Regions from separate parts of the Zea mays genome. Here region 2 is linked to region 1. Evidence: chromatin contacts called from public Hi-C data. All regions are on one chromosome and are shown on one strand. The core of a region is the stretch at or near the end of the contact, and the rest is flanking DNA. Distances in the headings are between cores, read along the strand shown. Region 1 holds the start of LOC103640871 (U-box domain-containing protein 43). Region 2 holds the start of LOC100283468.

The links. A called contact is a pair of places that touch in the nucleus more often than the background predicts.
Region 2: a contact with region 1 is called in a Hi-C map of tassel, with 2.3 times the contacts expected there. The contact joins the promoter of LOC100283468 here to the promoter of LOC103640871 in region 1. A contact is called at or near these places in 6 of 25 Hi-C or Micro-C datasets (ear, leaf, tassel and 1 more).

The regions. Positions count from the first base shown.
Region 1 is chr10:12,694,327-12,702,262 of Zm-B73-REFERENCE-NAM-5.0, reverse strand. LOC103640871 (U-box domain-containing protein 43) reads left to right here and starts at 3,982. Exons shown (of 4, transcript XM_008664325.4): 1 at 3,982-4,633; 2 at 5,236-5,788; 3 at 5,892-6,201. The coding sequence starts at 5,249.
Region 2 is chr10:12,864,632-12,872,567 of Zm-B73-REFERENCE-NAM-5.0, reverse strand. It overlaps LOC100283468, which reads left to right and starts at 5,241. Exons shown (of 8, transcript NM_001369665.1): 1 at 5,241-5,494; 2 at 7,600-7,732. The coding sequence starts at 5,373.

The DNA.
Region 1 (7,936 bases), core at 2,733-5,232:
GCCTCTTTAATGGTACTTGGTGTGTCATCCACAAGATATACAATGTAATCATCACCAAAGGACTTTGCAGTCCTTGGTCTCTTACTCTTTTGAGTTGATACATTGTCATCTTCCACATGATTATGTATATGGGATTCCTCAGTGTGTTCTATCGGAATCAAATGCTCATGGGGTATCGTTGGTTACATATCATGTGTAATTTTCATACGAAATCCATCCTAAAAACGTAGCATCTCTGGCTCCATAATTGTACCAACCAACCGATACTCTAGAGTTTATAATTAAAAACATATATCCAATGTTGTGGAAAGCATACCCAAGGAAAACACAATCAACAGTTTTCGGTCCTAATTTGCTCTTCTTGTTAATTGTCACACTCACTTTAGCCAAACAACACCAGGTGCGTAAATAGGAGATATTTAATTTCTTCTTTTCCCATTCCTTGAATGGTGTGATTTCTTTGTTCTTTGTGGGAACTTTATTCATGACATAATACACAATCAAGATCGTCTCATCCCACCATTCCTTATATATCCCCGAAGTCTCTAACATGGTATTACCAAATCAGTTAGAGTACGGTTCTTTTTTCAGCAGCCCCATTGGATTGTGGTGAGTATGGTGGTGTCCTCTCATGAATAATACCATGTTCCACACAAAAATTAGAAAATTCACTCAAAAAATATTCTCCACCGTGATCAGACCTTAACCGTTTAATTTTCATCTCGAGTTGATTTTTAGCTTCAGCTTTGTAGGTCTTAAAATAATGCAAGGCTTCATCTTTTTATTTTAAAAATACACATAACAAAATCTAGTAGAATCATTGATAAAAGTAATAAAGTATCACTTGCCTCCTCTTGTCAATATTCCATTCATCTCACATAAATCAGAATGTATTAAGTCTAGTGGTGCAAAATTCCTCGCCTCTACAGCCTTATGAGGCTTGGGAGGTTGCTTAGATTGCACATACACCTGGCACTCAGAACCTTTGACTAAATCAAATTATGAGATTAAGTTTAAATTTGCTAACCGCGAGACACAACCAAAATTGATATAACAAAGTCGTGAATGTCAAACATTTGACTCATTCGAAACAATATTGTTCACATACTTATTACATGTATCATGCAAAGATAAATGGAACAAGCTTTCACTGTCATAGCCTTTTTCGACAAATGTCCCATACTTAGACAATATACATTTATTAGACTCAAAACAAATTTGTAGACATCTCTACATAATTGTGAGCCACTAACTAGATTTTTTTGAAGGAGGGGACATGCTGCACGTTCTTCAATAGCACCGTCTTTCCCGAAGTAAACTTCAGAATGACTGTACCAACACCAAGAACACGCGCATGCGATCAGTTCCCCATCATCAAAGCTCCAGTCCCTTTGCACTGATAAGAAGAAAACAAAGAAATATCTGCACACACATGAATATTAGCGCCAATATCAGCCCACCACTCAGGGGATTGACACACTGAAAGAACAGTAGATAAAAGATTACCTTAAATCGATGTTCCTTCTCTAGTCTCGCTAATAACCATGTTTACTGTTTTCTTCTCTTGAGCTGGTTTTTTCTCTTGCTTAAATTTGCGATATGGACAAACACTTGTTCAATGATTAGTACTCCCACGAACAAAGCAACTAGCTCCTTTGTTCTTCTTTTTGAACGTGGCTTCCTGCTTGGGCTTCGTGGCATTCTGTTGCTTATTCTTCTTTTTATTATTACGTGATGCATTGTAATTTTTATTTTGTACTATATTGGCACTAGAAGTCTTAATTCCTTTTTCACGAGTGTATTTTGCTCTCGCCCTCTCCTCAACATCAAGAGAACCAAAAAGTCCAGCCACACTAAACTCTTGTCTCTTGTGTTTTAGAGTTGTAGCAAAGTCCATCCAAAAAGACGACAACTTAGCGATAATACCGTCAGCCACGAACTTGTTAGGCAAGACACATGAGAATTGTTCGAGTTCCTTGGCCGATGCTTTTATTTCATGAGCCTGTTCAACTACAGGACGATTTTCCACCATCTTATAGTCAAACGGCTGCTCCATGATGTACATCTCGCTACCGACATTAGAAACACCAAATTTCTCATGTAATGCATCCCATAATTCTTTTGCAGATGTGCACGTTAGATAAGAATCAACATACTTGTTGTCAAGAGCATCAATAACGACGCTTCGAAACATGTTATCGACAATGTCGAACATTTTCTCCTCTTCAGGAGTGAACTATTCGGGTTTTCCCTGTGCAGTGTGAAAGCAGTTCATTGCAGTCAATCACAATATCATCTTACTACACCATCTCTTGTAAAACCTCCCATCAAATGATTCACTTGGTTTTAATGTAGCAACAAAACTACTAACAGAAAAATGACTAATATCAATTTTTTGGATTATTAGAAATGTAGGCATTTTTAGTTTTAATTTAACCCAGAAAACAATGGCATATATGTGATGATATATATATATGCATGTTTCATAACTACTCGTATAAGCAGTAAACAACAATAAAACAAGTGCAACGGCGTCGCGCGCATGACAGTCCTTCATCATTTTCTCAACTTCTCAATAGATGCATCAACAGTCCACCTATTTAAGTCGATTGATTTGTCCCTTAAACTTCCAATACAATGCTAAATTATTAATACACCATAGCATTTAAAGTGGGTCATTAGCATTGACTATTATTGAATATTAATTGAGCCAAGCCCACATTTATCCAACACTATGGACTACATTCATGAAGCCAGGAAGATCAATCCAATAATTTTCGAAGCAAAAGAAACTAGCTTTGAGAATGGAAGTACCAATCTTAATCACACAAGGGATGTGATCAGAAATAGTCTTGGCAAGGGGAGTAAACAAGGTATTGGGGTAAGTGGAGGTCCAGTTGATAGAAGTGAAACACCAATCAAGCTGAACTAGTAAGGGATTCGATTGTATATTGCTCCAAGTGTAGCTTCTGTCCTTTAGAGAGATTTCAATGATTCTAAGACTGCTAATAATTGAGTTGAAGAGATTCATCTACGACACATTCTCACCTGGCTTTATATCCTCTAACGAGGGACAGAAGTTGAAATCACCAATGATAGAGGACGACTCATAATTGAGTTGAAACCGTGCCGTCCTTGTGGTTGTTCTTGTGACGTCCTTGGCATGTCATTGACTAGGGATGGCAACGGGTCGGATTCGAATCAGATACTGTAAATATCCGCCCGCGACTATACCCGTGGGTAGAAATTCATATGCATGCCCATACCCATCGGGTTTCGGATATCCATCAGATATCCATCGAATATGACAAAAAACTATTTTCAACAATTCAATAACATAATTAATCAAATTTCTTCCTAATCATCAGTCAAAATGTAAGAATACAAGAATACTACTATACTAGCTGAGCGTCTAAGCCTTGTACATGTGACTACGACAATATGCTAGTGCGTAATAGCAGGAGACATGCAAATCAAAGAACATTTTATTTTCTAGTTATAATGTTTTATCATAAAGAAATTATATATGGAAAACATACCATGAAATCTCAGCACAGAACCACCACTATAGTAGCCAAGGTTGAATTTTTTAGTTAATAATAGTAGAATCATATTCATCATGGTAAACAACAAAATAGATAAATTGCTAGTGTTAGGGATTAGGGTTTGCTGATGCAGTGATGTCGGTGTGTCCATGTGTGGGCTGGGCCGGCTCCCGGCTGGGCTGTCTACTTGTCTGGGCAAAAAAATTAAAGTATTGGTTAATTTCGGTTATCCAACTGGTAACCTGCGGGTGAGATTTAATATCCAAATTTATGCCCAGTTTATCTCAGATTGGATACAGGTCTAATCCGTGGGTCAAAAAACATATCCATATCCGGATCCGTCGAATCGAATATCCGACGGATATTAAATCCACGGATTAAATTGTCATCGACAGAGGACGGTGATGCCGTGGTGTATTTTTTCCGGCCCATCAACAGCCCTTTCCGGCCCACAAGGTATCCGGAAAACAAGCCGATTCATGAACCAATCATGCCCCCATCATTAATCCACGCTGTCTCTGGATTCCGGAGTCATTCTACGACGCCTGCCTCTGCAGACTGCAGTCCGAGTCCAGGGGAGCCGCGTCCGGTCCGCGGGTTGCCTTCTCTTGCTTACTTGCTAGCTCCTCGTCGCAGTAGCGGCAGCGGACGAGCAGTCGAGCGCAACGCCGCCAATCATTCCTTCCTCTGCCTTCCTCTCTCCCTCCCCCTCCCGGCGCCATCTCGACGCTCGGCCCCCCGCGGGCGGGATCCGTCGCCACAGATCCGCTGCCTGACCTGACCGCCCCTCATGCTCGGGTAGCGCTTTTCAGTTTCCCCCGTTCCCCGTGGGCCACTCGACCCGCCGACGGAGCGGAAGGGCGGCCCCGGCCGTGACCGCGGCGCGACTCGCGACCCTCCCAGTCCCAGAAGCGGCGTGCGGCGACCGGGACCGGCTGCTGGTGGTGAATTCGCGCCGGCGAACTGAATTCAAGCGGCGAATCCCCTCCTCTGGTCCTGTCTCGAGCCCTCGGCGTCCGCGCCTCCTCCGTCTCGCCGCCGTTCTCGACGCCCGCCGATCCAACACCGGGTCTGCCCAACAGCCCAAGGTATGGTGGCAAGGTGCAACGTGCAAACCCTAGCTTGCTGGTTGCTATTGTGCTCTACTGGACAGCACGGGTTGGGCTAGGAGTTATGCAATTTTTTCCTGTTGTAATTGATGATTCATTTGCTAATTGTTGATTTATTTCATATTTTCTTTGTAGAATTATTTGGGTATGAAGAGGAACACAGACATTGCAAGTTTTGAATTTTATTTTTTCGCGTTCAATATGTTACGGGTTCTTCTAAATACATTACTGCATTTTTAGCTGTCTTATACTTGTATGCATGCTGGATTGTTCTTTGGATTATATCCATTTATCTATTGGAGCACTGGTTTGGCGTACCCTAGGTCCTGCTATGGAGCCATAAGTTAAAGTCCTGCTATAGCCACAGCCAATGTATTTTTTTTTGGTGTTATTCATTTTATGGATCATAGTACCACTTGGTTCATTCAATTTCCTTTTGTTCATTGTGGATATGGACATGAATCTCTGTTTTGCTCTTTGAATTCGAAGCAACTGCAACTGTTGCTTCAAGTCCGTGTGTCTTGCAATCATATATCAACATGCCACCTATGTTAACGTAGCACCTTTTAACTTGTTTGCAGTGTTTCACTAGTGATGGCAGAAGTCCAGGATGGTCATTATGATTCAATGTCACAGGCCACTGATAGCTTGCGTGTTGAACCTATATATGAGTCGTTCCTATGCCCGCTTACCAAACAGGTTATGCGGGATCCTGTTTCTATTGACAGTGGTGTTACGTTTGAACGCAATGCCATTTTGAATTATTTCAATGAATGTCTTAGCAGTGGAAGGAGGCTTGTCTGCCCTGTAACTAAGATGGAGCTCAGCAACACTGAGTTAAATCCAAGCATAGCTCTGAGGAACACTATTGATGAATGGATGAATCGCAACGAGGCGGCCAAACTTGACGTCGCTCGTAAGTCATTGACTTCTGACAGCACAGAAAGTGATATCCTACAAGCACTCCAGTATGTTGATGAGATATGTCAGAGAAGTCGATCTAACAGGCAGGTTGTGAGAAGAGATGGGTTGATAATCATGATTGCTGACTTGTTGAAGAATAGCAGTACGAAAGTACGCCAAGCGGCACTAGGGACTCTTTGCTCCATTGCAAAAGATGACAATGAAAATAAGGTTCTTTTCTTTTGCTGCTTGATTTGTTAGCAGATTTTAACTTTGTAATATCTTTTGATGCTTCAGATCTTGACTTTATGTTATCTTGAAACATTACCTGAAGGTTGAGATTGCCGCTGGAGACAATATTCGCACAATTGTAAAGTTCTTAAATCATGGGCAGACTCAGGAAAAGGAGCAAGCGGTGTCACTGTTGTTTGAACTTTCAGAAAATAAGGCTCTTTCAGAAAGAATTGGCAGTGTTTCTGGAGCTATTCTTATACTTGTTGGTTTGTCAAGCAGTAAAGTAGAAAACTTGCTCATTGTTGACAGAGCTGAGAAGACATTGGAAAATTTAGAGAGCTGTGAAAAAAATGTTAGACAGATGGCTGAAAATGGACGATTGCAACCCCTCCTGAGGCTGCTTCTTGATGGTATCATTCTTTCACATGTACATGTTTCCTTTTCACAACCAAGTGATTTTGTACTCTTTTACAGCTGTAACATTGTGAGTGCCACCCGATATTCTCATTAACACTGTTGCATCTTCATCCCATCAATACTAGTTGCATGCTAAGGACCATCTAGATCCTTAGCTGTGTCTGCAGTTAGAAGTGTCTCCCTGTTTCACCAGGTTCACCTTTAAGTTCGTTAAATTCGTAATGGACATTTAATTGTTCTTGTCTGCACTGTTTCTCCAATAGTCATGGTCATATGAAGAATATATTAGCCTTTTTTTAAAGTTGTCGCCTAGGTGACAAGGCATTCGCAGGGAGTAGGGCGTCTCCAACGCCTAGCCAAAAGTAGCGAGAGAGCTCCCAGACGGCATGAAGGAGAAGCAGAGAGCTCCCAGACAGCTGCCTCACTCAACCCCACCAAATCCTGCACCACCTGGGTCATCTGCGACGAAGGCGGCGGTTGATCAAGATGGGGATCTGAGGGAGCAGCAGCAAGAGGTAAGGAGTGGAGGGCAGGCTGAGAGCACACAGCCAAGAGCAGTGCGAGGGAGGGAGGGCGACGCTGCACCTGTGTGAGCCATGAGGCAGGAGATGTGGTGGTGCTGTGCATGCGTGATGGAGGGAGATGCAGCCTATGTGATGGAGAAGCAGAGTGCTCCCAGGTGACGTGCAGCATAGGAGAAGCGATAAGTACAAGGGGCAGTCGTGGGCTGCCTAGTGGGCTGGGCCAAACACTCCTTTTTACATTTGCCCTTTTCTGTTTTATCTTTTTTCTGTTTTCTGTTGTTCTAGCCTATTCCCTGATGCTATTTTCCTATTTCTTAGAATAATAAGGCATCAACTCGAATGAGTGGCTCACCAAGTCTTGCCTTGCGGCCTTAAACCATTATATTAGCACAAATGATAAATCCTAGTGTATATGCTTGCTGCTCAAATTTGGGATTTTTTGTTTTCGCCAAGTTTTTGTTGTATTTCTGTTAAATAAAATCAAACATAATAGCTAAGTGGAAAATTATGGTTTAAGTTTTGTAAGTTTAGTTCTCATGTTTCCTTGTGGTATGCTCCAACACATGGGGAGGATTTTTTCTATACTGGTATATTGAGGTTCTGTCTGTTGCAATGCATTTTATGGAACCATTTCATTTTGTTTGTGGATCTGAAGCAATAGTACAAGTGTATTTTTTGTGTGGATGACTGGATGTGAAGCAACAATTTTTGAGTTGTCATACATTGTAGTTAATATGTTGGATGCAAGCACTATTGCATAATCTAGTTTGGTTTATTTGTTTCATTTTTAGTTGATTGATTAGTTTCCTTTTTAGCTAATTGATAGATGATTGGTTAGTTTTCTTTCTTAGCTAACTGATAGCAGATTGATTAGTTTTTTCTTCTTTAGCTAATTGATAATTGTTGGATTAGTTTCCTTTTGAGCCTTTGTAATTGTGTATATAAACAAATCAATACAATACACCTATTACAATGGTGTAATTTGGGAGTGCCAAAAACTCAGTGTGTCCTTCTAGTGTCCGTGTTGAATTTTCTAAGCGTTTGAGTGATCCAGGGATCTTCTTTGTCTTCGGGAAGGCACGCCAGCGAGTAGAAGGCTACAATTAGGGATGACAACGTGGGTCAGGTTTAGGCTGGGTGGAGCAAAAACCCGACCGCGATTGCACCCGTGAAGTTTACCCCAAACACGCCAACGATCGCATCC
Region 2 (7,936 bases), core at 3,992-6,491, 170 kb before region 1:
CAAGAACCATGCTTGATGAGTACAAGACTTCGGATCGGTTTTGGGCCGAGGCGGTCAACACCGCCTGCTACGCCATCAACCGGTTGTATCTACACCGAATCCTCAAGAAGACATCATACGAACTCCTAACCGGTAAAAAGCCCAATGTTTCATATTTTAGAGTCTTTGGTAGCAAATGCTTTATTCTTGTTAAAAGAGGTAGAAAATCCAAATTTGCTCCTAAGGCTGTAGAAGGCTTTTTACTAGGATATGATTCAAACACAAGGGCATATAGAGTCTTTAACAAGTCCTCTAGACTAGTTGAAGTGTCTTGTGACATTGTGTTTGATGAGACTAACGACTCTCAAGTAGAGCAAGTTGATCTTGATGAGATAGATGATGAAGAGGCCCCATGCGTCGCGCTAAGGAACATGTCCATTGGGGATGTGTGTCCTAAGGAATCCGAAGAGCCTCCACAAGCACAAGATCAACCATCTTCCTCCATGCATGCATCTCCACCAGCTCAAGATGAGGATAAGGCTCAAAATGATGAAGGAGAAGATCAAGAAGATGAGCCACCTCAAGAGGAGAGCAATGATCAAGGGGGAGATGCCCATGATCAAGATGAGGAAGATGAGCAAGCTACAAGACCGCCACACCCCACCAAGCAATCCAACGAGATCACCCCGTGAACACCATCCTCGGCGATATTCAAAAGGGGGTAACTACTAGATCTCGTGTTGCTCATTTTTGTGAACATTACTCGTTTGTTTCCTCTATTGAGCCACACAAGGCAGAGGAAGCACTTCAAGATTCGGATTGGGTGGTCGCGATGCAAGAGGAGCTCAACAACTTCACTAGAAACGAGGTATGGCATTTAGTTCCACGTCCTAACCAAAATGTTGTAGGAACCAAGTGGGTTTTTTCACAACAAGCAAGATGAGCATGGTGTGGTGACAAGGAACAAATCCCGACTTGTGGCCAAGGGATATTCACAAGTCGAAGGTCTGGATTTTGGTGAAACCTACGCACCCGTAGCTAGGCTTGAGTCAATTCGTATATTACTTGCCTATGCTACTTACCATGGCTTTAAGCTTTACCAAATGGACGTGAAAAGTGCCTTCCTCAATGGACCAATCAAGGAGGACGTCTATGTCGAGCAACCTCCCGGCTTTGAAGATAGTGAGTATCCTAATCACGTATATAAACTCTCTAAGGCGCTTTATAGGCTCAAGCAAGCCCCAAGAGCATGGTATGAATGCCTAAGAGATTTCCTTATCACTAATGGCTTCAAAGTCGGAAAGGCCGATCCTACTTTATTTACTAAAACACTTGCAAATGATTTGTTTGTATGCCAAATTTATGTTGATGATATTATATTTGGGTCTACTAACGAATCTACATGTGAGGAATTTAGTAGGATCATGACACAGAAATTCGAGATGTCAATGATGGGGGAGTTGAAGTACTTCTTGGGATTTCAAGTGAAGCAACTCCAAGAGGGCACCTTCATTAGTCAAACGAAGTATATTCAAGACATTCTAAACAAGTTTGGGATGAAAGATGCCAAGCCCATCAAAACACCCATGGGAACCAATGGGCATCTCGACCTCGACATGGGAGGTAAATCCGTAGATCAAAAGGTATACCGGTCGATGATAGGTTCTTTACTTTATTTATGTGCATCTCGACCGGACATTATGCTTTCCGTATGCATGTGTGCAAGATTCCAAGCCGACCCTAAGGAAGCTCACCTTACGGCCGTAAAACGAATCTTGAGATATTTAGTTTATACTCCTAACTTTGGGCTTTGGTACCCTCGGGGATCCACAATTGATTTAATTGGTTATTCGAATGCTGATTGGGTGGGGTGTAAAATTAATAGAAAGAGCACATCGGGGACTTGCTAGTTCTTGGGAAGGTCTCTGGTGTCTTGGATTTCAAAAAAACAAAATTATGTAGCTCTTTCTACCGCCGAAGCCGAGTATATTGCCGCAGGCCATTGTTGCGCGCAATTGCTTTGGATGAGGCAAACCCTTAGGGACTATGGTTACAAATTAACCAAAGTTCCTCTTCTATGTGATAATGAGAGTGCAATCCGCATGGCGGATAATCCCGTTGAACATAGCCGCACTAAACACATAGTCATTCGGTATCATTTTCTAAGGGATCACCAACAAAAGGGGGATATCGAGATTGCTTATATCAACACTAAAGAACAATTAGCCAATATCTTTACCAAGCCACTAGATGAACAAACCTTTAACAAACTTAGGCATGAGCTAAATATTCTTGATTGTAGGAATTTCTTTTGATGTTTTACACACATAGCTCTTTAATATACCTTTGATCATATCTCTTTCAGGTGCTATGACTAATGTGTTTTCAAGTGTATTTCAAACCAAGTCATAGATTGAAAGGGAATAGGAGTCTTCGGCGAAGACAAAGGCTTCCACTCCACTCCATTGTATTTTCTCATCCTTCGCCGTCACTCCGTGCCACTCTCCAACTTTGGTATCATCTTCACTCATATTTTGTTCGCCAAAGGGGGAGAAAATAGTTAGAAGGGCTTATACTTCACTCAAGTATCCATTTTTGGCGATTCATGCCAAAGGGGAGAAAGTATTAGCCCAAAGCAAAAGGACCACACCACCATCAATTTTCTAAAAATTTGAGTTAAGAAAAGTTTTTTGGTGATTTCCCATGATGTGTTTCCAATTGATATCTTATTTTTGATAGAATTTAAAATTGGTACAACCCTTTCAAAACTAATATCTAAAACCCTCTTGAACACTAAGAGGAGAATTTTATTAAGGGGGAGTTTTGTTTAGTCAAAGGAAAAGCATTTGAAACAGGGGGAGAAAATTTCAAATCTTGAAAATGCTTCTAAACTTATTCATTTACCTTTGACTATTTGCAAAAGGACTTTGAAAAGAATTTACAAGAGAATTTGCAAAAAACAAAACATGTGGTGCAAGCGTGGTCCAAAATGTTAAAAATATAAAGAAACAATCCATGCATATCTTATGAGAATTTATTGGTTCAAATTCTCAGTAACCTTTTGCACTTACATTATGCAAACTAGTTCAATTATGCACTTGTATATTTGCTTTGGTTTGTGTTGGCATCAATCACCAAAAAGGGGGAGATTGAAAGGGAAATAGGCTTACACCTTTTCCTAAATTGATTTTGGTGGTTGAATTGCCCAACACAAATAATTGGACTAACTAGTTTGCTCTAGTCTATAAGTGTTACAGGTGCCAAAGGTTCACAACAAGCCAATAAAAAGACCAAAGATGGGTTCAAATAAAGAGAGCTAAAGACATCCCAAAGGCACCCTGGTCTGGCGCACCGGACTGTCCGGTGTGCTACCGGACAGTGTCCAGTGCACCACCGGACAGTGTCCGGTGCACCAGGGAACCTGAAGCTGAACTCGCTACCTTCGGGAAAATGGGAGGCCGATCCGCTATAATTCACCGGACTGTCCGGTGAAGCACCGGACAGTGTTCGGTGTGCCAGCGGAGCAACGGTTACTTCGCGCCAACGGTCGACTGCAACCACATTAAATGCGCTACAGTGCGCGCCAGAGTCAGAGCACGCGCAGAAGGGGCACCGGACAGTCTACAGGACCTGTCCGGTGCACCACCGGACAGCCCAGAGGCCCCACCAGTCAGATCTCCAACGGTCAGAACCCAACGGCCGGCTGACGTGGCTGGCGCACTAGACAGTGTCCGGTGGCGCACCGGACTGTCCGGTGCGCCATGCGACAGACAGCCTTCCAACGGCCACTTTTGGTGGTTGGGGCTATAAATACCCCAACCACCCCACCATTCATTGCATCCAAGTTTTCCACCTCCAACACATTACAAGAGCTATAGCATTCAATTCTAGACACAACCAAAGAGATCAAATCCTCTCCCAAGTCCGGAATCACTCCAAATCAAATAGTGACTAGAGAGAGCGACATTTGTGTTCATTTGAGCTCTTGCACTTGGATTGCTTCTTTTCTTTCTCATTCTTCTTGTGATCAACTCAATTGTAACCGAGACAAGAGACACCAATTGTGTGGTGGTCCTTGCGGGGACTTTATGTCCCGTTTGATTGAGAAGAGAAGCTCACTCGGTCTAAGTGACCGTTTGAGAGAGGAAAAGGGATGAAAGAGACCCGGTCTTTGTGACCACCTGAACGGGGAGTAGGTTTGCAAGAATCGAACCTCGGTAAAACAAATCCTTGTGTCTCACTCTTTATTTACTTGCGATTTGTTTTTGCCCTCTCTCTCGGACTCGTTCATATTTCTAACGCTAACTCGGCTTGTAGTTGTGCTTAAGTTTATAAATTTTAGATTCGCCATATTCACCCCCATCTAGGCGACTTTCAACAATTATATACCCGTGGGTCTATTAATGGGAGAGAAAGAGGACCCAATGGGTAGAACAGGTACGCACTCATTAAACCCGTACCCGTGTACCCATGGGTATAATATACCTGGAATATAGCCAACAAATTCTCTAAATTTTTAGCCTAGCTCAATGATTTGTCTTGGGCTCCTCGGTACAACTACATGCTACATAGGCCTTGGGACATATGATAGCAGTAGGCAGACAACCAACCAAAACAATATAGCATGTCCAAGGCTCCAAACTTCTGTGATGTGACTCTTCGTTAATTCGCCAAGCGACCAAGTCGCGCGTAGGCACGTGGCACGCTCGCACCTGGAAGATGGAAGACAGAAGGCCGGATATTACCACTTGACACTCATCATTCGCGCTAAATTAAGTTGGGCAGACATGCGCAACTCTACCACTCTAGACAAGTACGGGTACCTGTCGGGTATAGAATAACCGACATGTTGAGATATGTGTGTGAAATCGTACCCGTGCACGGTTGCAGGTTTTAGAGTGGAGAGTTTTTAATTGATGGGATCGGATCTGGGATAGCAAACCTTCATTGTTGCCATCTCTTGGGTTTCGGATCATCGTATGTTTTTTTTTTAAAAAAACTTATGTGCCCATAAATTATGGCGGGCCAGCCCCTTGATGACCAGGGCACCACTCGGTTTGGCCCTTTTTCGTTTTCGTGTGTTCGCCGGGAACGCACGGCGCCGCGAACCCGTCTAGGAGCGCCTCAACGGTCCGGGGCCACATCCGTCGTTCGTCGATGCCTACCATTCCTGCTGCTCCAGAGAGACAGTTTGGCTCGGCCTCGCTTTTCCTCCACTATAAAAATCCGGTCGCGACGGAGCAAAAAATGGACCCCAGCGTAGCGGAGCCGGCAGCCAAGCAGAAAAATACGAGTATCGCACGCGCAAGGCGATTCCGTCCCCATTCTCCACCCAATAGGGAGCTAGAGCTACGAGACGGGGAAAGGGGGGACGGGAATAGGCGTCGTCGGCCATGTCGTCGTCGTGGAACTCGGTGGGTCTGGCGATCCTGTACCAGGTGCTGGGCTGGGTCGCCTTCGCCGCGTGGTCCTTCAGCTTCTACCCGCAGGTCCTCCTCAACTACAAGCGCAAGAGGTCGGCACGATTCTTGCTCCGCCACTCATTTCTTGCGAACCATTTCCTCCGAGCGGGGATTCACTTTCCGCGCCCGTGCCTTGATTTGGGGCCTCGAGGGGGGATCCACCTTTATTTAATTACTCATGCTTGTGAGGCTCGAATGCTCGATTCGTTCAGCTGTTTGATTCTCTGGTTCGTCTCGTTGCTCTGCAAGCTCGGGACAGTAGGTGACAATTTGTACGGGTTGTATTGAATGACTCTCTCGGTAGAAATTTCAAAACGCAAGGAGAAGCAGGTGATCGTTTCTCCGTTAGCTCTGTAGTGATTTACCTGGAATTCTATCAGTCTCATTCCACCTGCCGTAGGATGTGATCACGAGTAGATTGTGGAGGTGCGTGTGGATTTGTGGAAAAATGTAGAAGGGCATGTCAAAGGATACTGGGTAGTACAAAGTAATTCGTTTGTGGATTGCGAAGTAATTCCTTACCAGGCTAGTAGCAGCTGTTTGCCATGCCCAAGCAGAAATAGCTTTAGGGTCTGAGCAAATATGGACACATCAAACACATGAAAATTGTGTTGTGGGGAGATAAATTAATGTGATATAGTACTGTTGATAGCTGATAGGATCTAGAATCCTACAGTGGCTGCGTAAGTTGTATGGATAGGAGATCTATGGTCGGGACGTGTACACCGGACGGTGCACAGTGCACAAGGAGTAGACGGGCGATAGACACATGGGAGATGGCCCTTGAGGCCAAGCAATATAGTTATCTTGCTTACTTTAAAATAGTTACATTGCCTTTATATTTATAGTCCCCAGAGGGCTTAGCTCCCAAGCAAACTAGAGGAGGAATACTTACAGATTTGGACTCTCCTTTCCTAATAAACCAATCCTATTTTTTAAACCAACTTAAACTTAGCTCCTAAGCAATCTCTATTTTAACTGGAAGACTTGCGGCATCGGGACTGGCATGGTGGCCATGACGCGACGCTCGTAGGTTTGTGCCAGGTGCATGGCCATCTGTAGGTCTTGGTTTCTTGGAGCTTGATGTCGACCTGAATGTGCTTCGGAAGACCCCCAACTAAGAGGTTGACCTTTTGGACTGGCAGAAGATTCGACATGTAGCACACCTATAGGTGACAATAGGCTCTAAATTTTACACTATAAGATTTAAAGATTAGATTGGATTAGGATCGAACCCTATTTCTATTTATTTTTGAACTAAAATTTATTTAGGGCCCTGTCGTTTTGTGAAGAAGCATTTGGATCATGATCCATTACCACCCCTAGCCCCTAGGCACACTAGCACGTTGAAGCGCTCGTGGTAGTCCTGGACCGTGGCATGGAAGGGAGCCTCGCTAGTTTGACGAGACGATTGGTGTGGATGGCTAGGCCAAATCACAGACGCCAAAGATCCTTGAATCACTCCCACGATGGCAATGCCCTCATCTTGCTCCAAGGCATAGTACCGTGTCTGGACCACGCTCACGAGGTGGTAGGAAGCGAGGCAGACTTAATTTGAGGCAAATGTACGCTCCCACTAAAGAACTGCTCGTAATGGTTGAGTAAGTTTAGGGGGTCCTTGTCGTCGTAGGTGGAGAAGTCGAGCTTGCTGAAGTGAGGAACGCCTGAATCGATGGACACATGAGCAGTGTCTACCGTGGAGGGCGCCCGTGCAGATGAGAAAGGTGACCCCTGTGGAAACGTTGGTAGAGCGGGGATGGCAGGGAGGGAAAGTTGATCTGGTGGATGAGAAGGGGGACAAACGAGGCAGCTGTGGCTATTGTGGTGTGTAGGAGGGTGGTAGGTGGCACGACGGGCAGGGTGGTGGAGGGCGGCATAGCGGTGTAGAAGTAGGAACGTCGTCGCCTCGTATCCCGGTATTCCTTAGGGAAAATCTTGGTGCATGGCGCCCACAGAGGCATCCGACGCCTGTTGGTGCTTCAGTGATGATGCATGTGCAACTTTTACCCTCTTTGGTTTCTATTGTGTTTAAAAAATAAAGGTTTAAGTTATTGCTTTGGTCTTAAACAGTTAAGTCTTATCTGATATTCTGATCCGAATATATGCTTCTTCATGAAAAGTCTTTGGTCTATGGCTGATTTAATGTTATCTCTTGCAGTGTTGTGGGCCTGAATTTCGATTTTCTGGTGTTGAACTTGACAAAGCACTCGTCCTACCTCATATACAATGCTGCTCTCTTCTTCAGCCCATTCATCCAGCAACAGTATCATGACAAATATGGTGATAAAGAGGTTTGTCTTACTGTCTTCAGATATTAAATACAGATTTTTCAGAGTTCATGTTGGAAATGAAATGAATAAGCTAATTGGTGATGATTTGCTTCTTTTCAGTTTTAGTATCACGTAAAGTCAGCAACTTATCCTGAATTTATTTCTTGATTCTTTAGAAATCTCACCTTCATAATTGTAAACTGGTATCTGGTAATAAGGGATTGT